Linked DNA regions of Mus musculus: region 2 is linked to region 1. A link is a contact called in public HiChIP or PLAC-seq data. All regions are on one chromosome and are shown on one strand. The core of a region is the stretch at or near the end of the contact, and the rest is flanking DNA. Distances in the headings are between cores, read along the strand shown. Region 1 overlaps Lrp2 (low density lipoprotein receptor-related protein 2). Region 2 holds the start of Lrp2 (low density lipoprotein receptor-related protein 2).

Region 1 (2,908 bases), core at 194-2,693:
TACCAAGGGCCAATGAATGGTGGAAAGACACCAGATCCCATGTAGAGATTACTCGGCTCTATTCTTGATTTACCACCGAATCGTACAGTGGAGAGACCCGTGGAAGAAGGCACCCCACACCTCAAGTCTACCGAGTCAGCCATGCAGAGGGTGAAGACCCTGCAGAGGATTTACTGAGTTGAAATGCTTCAGAGAAGAAACCAAAACAATTCTCCTGAACTCCCAGCTCAGCTTAAAGGAGCGCAGATCTGGCTTCATAACGTCCTGTATTTGATTTAAATAGAGTTTCTCTTCACACCGATAAAAAGTCATCTTTGACACAAACAGCCTCAAAAATAAACCATGCATTCGAGAATTTTTGACAGGGAAGGTCACAGAAGAGGCCTCTGCAGGTGGCAGGGGGCCTTCCAGTCACAAAGGCCCTCAAATGTAGACGTTTGAGCTTATCTCTAAGTGGGGCTGTCTGTATGAATGTCCCAGAAAGAGCCTGGGGGTGGGGTGGGGGTGGGGCGACTGAAGGGTATTCGCTGAAATTTAAAACTCTCATCTGCCACTGGTCAGCCATTGCGGTTCCCATTGTGCATCTAACTAAAAGTGTTGGGTAAGCCCTAAAAACAAACACCTGGCAGCTTGATAAGTCTGGTTTTCCCGCATCACATTATTATCAGGCTACGTGTAAAACTACAGACCTCAAAACACCTTGCCAGTTAGAAACAGAAGCGATGCGAGTCTCTTGCGTTTAAGGAGCTCCTGTAGAGACAAGCCTCACAGAGCTCAGGGTTGTATAATGGGAGGACAGGAAATGTGCTACGTTGAAGGGGAGAAGAGGCAGAGGAACAGGTTATGGGCAGCACAGGACAGGGCACACTGTAAAAGCAAGTCACTCTTGCTGAAAAGACATCAAGGCTTATCAAGTTTCCACTGCAAGACAGCTGGCACTCCAACCCCCAACCCCTACCCCCTACAGTCCCCACCCCCCTTACCATCCCACAACCCTCACCCCAGCAACCCCTAAACCATGCAATCCCCATCCCCCACCTTCCACAATCCCTACCCCCCACAACCCCATCCCCACGACCCCCACCCCCTACAATCCCTACCCCCCACAATCCTCATCCCCACCCCCCAACTCCCACCCACCACACACACAATACCAATCCCCACAACCCCTAAAATCCCTACCCCCCACAATCCCCACCCCCACCCACAATCTCCATCCCCTACAATCCCCACCCCCCACAGTCCTCACCCCATGGCAAGCTTTAGGGATTGTGAAAGAAAAAAAGGAGAGCTGATGTAATACTGAGAGAGTGGTTTCTGGTATTTCTCTTGGAATTCCTTTGCTACTGAGAGAAAAGGGAACTGCCTAGAAGGGAAAGCCTGGAGATGGGACTGGCAGTGCACTGGCAGCCTGGGAGCAGAGACGCCTGACCCTTGCCAAAGACAAAGGGGCAGTCTCACCCCACAAATGAGCACCGCCCCCAAGAAAACGGAATGCCACTCACAGAGGGATGCCAGGAGACATGGATGGGCAGGGCTTCCAGAGTTACAGGAGCAGCCCACCAGCCAGACCAATGAGGATGCTCCTGTGTGGGCTGTTCAATCCTTGACTGCACCCCAGTGCAATGAGAATGAACGGGAAAACATCACTGTCTCAAAGAATAGTTCACCTACAAAATGTCTTCACAGTATTAGAAACCTGGATGGTTGATTATAATACTTTAGACTTTTCTCGGTCTCTCGGCATGAGCCACAGAGTTTTCTGTAGACCAGGGTAGCCTCAAACTCACTATGCAGCCAAGTCCAGATCTCCTTGCCTCCCTTTCCCAAATACTAGGATTGCAGGTGTGAGACACCGGAAGACTTAAGTAATATAGTCACTTAAGAGAGACAGTTAGGCCATAGGCATACCTTAGGATATAGACCTGATATTGAACTTGGTAAGCAGAGGCAAAGAAGAGGATCAAAAGGGTGGGGGTGGGAACAGAAAAAAAAACAAAAAAAAACAAAAAAACACTGCATTCCTTCGGTTATCACAAGAATAACTTCTTTGGATTATTTTACTGAATATAAAAAGACAGCACTCGGAGCTGGAGAGATGGCCCAGTGGTTAAGAGCACCAACTGCTCTTCCGAAGGTCCTGAGTTCAAATCCCAGTAACCACATGGTAGCTCACAACCATCTGTAATGAGATCTGATGGCCTCTCTGGTGCGTCTGAAGACAGCTACAGTGTACTTAGATATAATAATAATAAATAAATCTTTTAAAAAAAACAGCACGCAAACCCTGCTATTATAGTTCTTGGTAACACTAAGAAAGTTTTATCTGAAACATTTTATCTGAAAATGATGCACTACAACCCCACACTGTTTATGCTAACTAAAAAACAAAACATATACTGACCCAGAACTGTTCCTGTCTAAAAGAACTACAACTGGAGAAGAGACAGAAGGAAAGGCAGTCCAATGACTGGCCTAACTTGGTATCCATCTCATGGGGGGGGGGGGGGACCAAGGCCTGACACGATTACTAATCATATGATATGCTTACAGATGGGAGCCTGGCATGGCTGTCCTCTGAGAGGCCCTACGAGCAGCTGAAACAGATGCAGACACTTATATCCAACCACTGAATTCAGGGACCCTTATGGTTGGATTAGGGAAGGACTGAAGAAGCTGAAGGGGAGGGAGACCCCAGAGGAGGAAGACCAGCGTCTCAACTAACCCAGATGCCAGGGAGCTCCCAGAGACTGAGCCACCAACCAGGCAGCACACACAGGCTAGTCTGAGCCCCTACCCCACCCCAGCCCCCCACCCCCCACCCCCAGCACATATATAGCAGAAGTCTGCCTGGTCTTGCCTCAGTGGCAGAGAAGATGCACTTAACCCTCAAGAGGCTTGAGGCCCC
Region 2 (3,063 bases), core at 437-2,936, 54 kb after region 1:
TCCAATACTGTAGAAAGGTGTTCAAAGGAAGAACTGTTAGACATCTTCTCTTGCCGCCCACCCCTCCTTTTCGAAAGATTTTTGCAAAGCCTGGTGGATTTGTTGGCGCTCCCAAACTTCCCAGGAAGTCTGAGATGGGTGCTGCCTGGAGCTGCTGTATAATTACTTACTTGATTCCCTCTAAGGAGCTTACGCTAAGAATTGAGGAAAGAAAGCAGATTAACCATTTGAATACATGCCACGGCCCATCCACAAGCCCTCCCCTCTCTCCTCTCTATAAATGGGGGCTTCCACAGTCCTCACCCATCAACCCCAATATGTGATCTAGGGAAATCAATTTATTGCTTTGACTAATCCTGCAACAATAGGGGTTTCATTTTTATTGTAGGGCAATTAAGTTGTCCGACGGGAAAGAGCGGGAGGGGAAGTGGGGACTGGCCCATCCCCACAGACAGATTAGTCCCTGCAGAGGCTGCAGCGTCCGTTCTGTCTGTCTGGTGGTCGGTCACACGCAGCACCAGGCTGCTACCTAGCAACGAAAGCCAGGGAGAGAGCTCGTGGGTTCTCCTTGAGTCAGTCTCTCTCTCTCTCTCTCTCTCTCTCTCTCTCTCTCTCTCTCTCTCTCTCCCTCCCTCCCTCCCTCCCTCCCTCCCTCCTTCCTCACTTTGCTTTCCCGTTTTCTCCATTCCTTTCAACTTGTCTCTCATTTTCTTCTCTTATAGTTTTCTATTCTAAATAATTTCCTCCCTTTCCTCTCTCTCCCTGTTTCACGGGGAAGGAAAAAAAAAAAACCTCCCGGACAACTTGAAAAAGTTTGTAGTCACTTTAGAAACTTTCTGCATTCCAGTCCCCAAACTCAGGCGCAGCTAACCAGCTCCATTCATCAACACAAAAGCACCCGCTCTGGGTAGGAAAGGGAAAGCCTTCAAGAAAAGTACTCTAGTGTATCAGCCGCTTCCTCTGCCAATCCCACCTCCCCGCCTTATCTGGGCTCGTAAACGATCGGTATCATGAGATGCGGTCTCATGGGGGTCACCGCGGGACAGGGTTTCGCCACTGATGGAAGGAGGCTCTGGCCGGCGGCCCCTGGCGCACGGTGGGATCGGATCTCCCGCGCCGGCTGGACGCTGCAGGTGGAAAGCGGCGCTGGGAGCGGCGTGGAGGACCGCCCCGCCCCAGCCAGAAGAAAGCTGCAGACCCACGCGGGAGACCCTCGTACTCCAGGTTCCATCCTGGAAAGCCTTGAGGGTCAGGACTAATTCCCGTGGGAACAAAGGCACGATAGCCGTGGGACGAGCTGTCACCGAAACCGGTGCGTCCGCGTTCCCCAACCAGTACAAGAAGCGGCGCTGCAGTCATCTCTCCTGGGGTCACCGGAGCGCTCAGCCGGAGCAGCTCCGCAGCCGCCCACCCTCGTCCGGCTCAGCTCCGCAGCGACTATGGTGGCGTAGCGCGGGCAGGTGACCGCTTACCTTGGCCACTGACTGGCGCCAGGCAGGCAGCGATCGCCAGCAGCAGCATCCATGCCGCCGCCGCGGCCCCGCGCTCCATCGCGGAGACGGCCCCGGGCCTCGCCGTTCCTTCCCCGGGAGGTGGGCGCGCGTCGCAGCGGGCACAGGCAGGTTACTCCGCTCCGGAACAGGAGTCTTGCTCAGCAGCAGTCGCTGGCTCCTAGAGGCAGAAAGCCGGTCCCGGCGCCTGAGGCATCCCGTTTTCTACCCGCGCCAGTCCCCACCCTCCAGACAGTGCATAAAGCCCTCTAGACCAGACCGCCCCGGAACTAGCATGCGGGAATCCAGTGGGCCAGGCCCCCTACTGCCCGGCCCGCCCCCTGCACTTTGCGACTCTGGGAGGAGTGGGCCCTCGGACACTTGCGCGCTAGCACATGCACACTCCACAAGCGCGCTCGCTCGTGCATGCTCTCACCCAGGAGCACAGGCTCCGGGAACACAAAACTGCCTCCCACGCTGGCGAGCGCCCACCCCTCGCTCGCACGAGCACACACACTCCAAGGTCCTATTCAATCACTGACAATAATCGCCGCTGCTCACATTCGGAGCAAGGGCTTGGCCTCGCCACTCAGAGGGATGGCTAGACGGGGCGAGGAAGAAATTGGCCACGGACACAAACTCTAAAACGTTATCACCGGTGGGAAGGAATGGAGAAAGGGGGGAAGTCAAGAGCAGCGACTAAAAAAAGAAAGAAAGAAAGAAAGAAAGAAAGAGAAAAGATGAAAAGGGAAAGAAAAAGAACAAATGGGGAAAGGGGAGCAAGGAAAGGGGAAGAGAAAGAAGGGGGAAGAAAAGAAAAGGCAGAGGGTGTTTTAGTGCGGGTCTTTCATCTCAACACTCGGGAGACAGAGACAAGTGGATCTCTGTGAGTTTGAGGCCAACCTGGTCCACACAGTTCCAGGACAGCCTGGGCTATGTAGAAAGAACCTGTCTCAAAAAGAAGGGAAGAGGGAGGGAGGGAGGGAGGGAGGGAGGGAGGGAGGGAGGGAGGGAGGGAGGGAGGGAGGGAGGGAGGACCAGAAAAAAGCTGGACAGAGCCAAGCCGCCTGACCTCCTTGCCTCGGTGTGAACTCGCTAAGCTGCCTCGGGGCCCTCCTCCCCCTGACAGGGTGCAGGCTACCCAGATGGGGTAGCTTGTGTTTTTATAGTCAGAGAGGAGATTCTATCATTGCTCTGGAGGCCATAACTATCTGGCTCCCCAAGCGTCAGGTGTCAGTCATGCCAGACAGCGTCTCCTACAGTTCTGTTCATTTCGAAACAAAACTTGGGGGAGGGGTTGTTTTCTCCGCAATGCCAATAATGAGAGAAACACCAGGAATTCGGGAGAACTCTATGGTTCCCCTCGGGGACCACACTGAACCTGTTAACTGGGAGACAACCCTCTTTAAGAGAGTGGACCTTACACGAGCCCTTCAGACCCCGGTCTTCAGTTCCGCAGTGCCGAGACGAGTCAGTCGGTGCAATTGGTTGCTCTAGGAGCCCCACCGGAGGACCCGGCTGATTCTCAGCCTGATCATCCCAGAATCTTCTGCCCCAGTCGCTGCAGCAAGCC

What was found. HiChIP or PLAC-seq counts read pairs in DNA pulled down with a chosen protein or histone mark.
Region 2: a contact with region 1 is called in an H3K4me3 HiChIP or PLAC-seq map of embryonic stem cells, with 29 read pairs. The contact joins the promoter of Lrp2 here to the enhancer-like site in region 1. A contact is called at or near these places in 3 of 39 promoter capture datasets (embryonic stem cells and stem cell-derived epiblast-like cells), 16 of 484 Hi-C or Micro-C datasets (embryonic stem cells, induced pluripotent stem cells and nephron progenitors), 10 of 115 datasets of contacts at active chromatin or transcription factors (embryonic stem cells, extraembryonic endoderm stem cells, neural progenitor cells and 1 more) and 1 of 9 other capture datasets (adipose tissue).

The regions. Positions count from the first base shown.
Region 1 is chr2:69,530,433-69,533,340 of GRCm38.p6, forward strand. The region is part of intron 9 of Lrp2 (low density lipoprotein receptor-related protein 2); the gene reads right to left. Among named protein-coding and RNA genes, the nearest start is that of Lrp2, 54 kb to the right of the region's middle. Within about 2 kb of position 1,444, at least 39 of the 459 cell types and tissues checked have an H3K27ac peak or open chromatin away from gene starts, as enhancers often do. A contact at or near this core is called in embryonic stem cells, extraembryonic endoderm stem cells, neural progenitor cells and 2 more, where this site is marked.
Region 2 is chr2:69,584,343-69,587,405 of GRCm38.p6, forward strand. Lrp2 (low density lipoprotein receptor-related protein 2) reads right to left here and starts at 1,687. Exons shown (of 79, transcript NM_001081088.2): 1 at 1,473-1,687. The coding sequence starts at 1,551.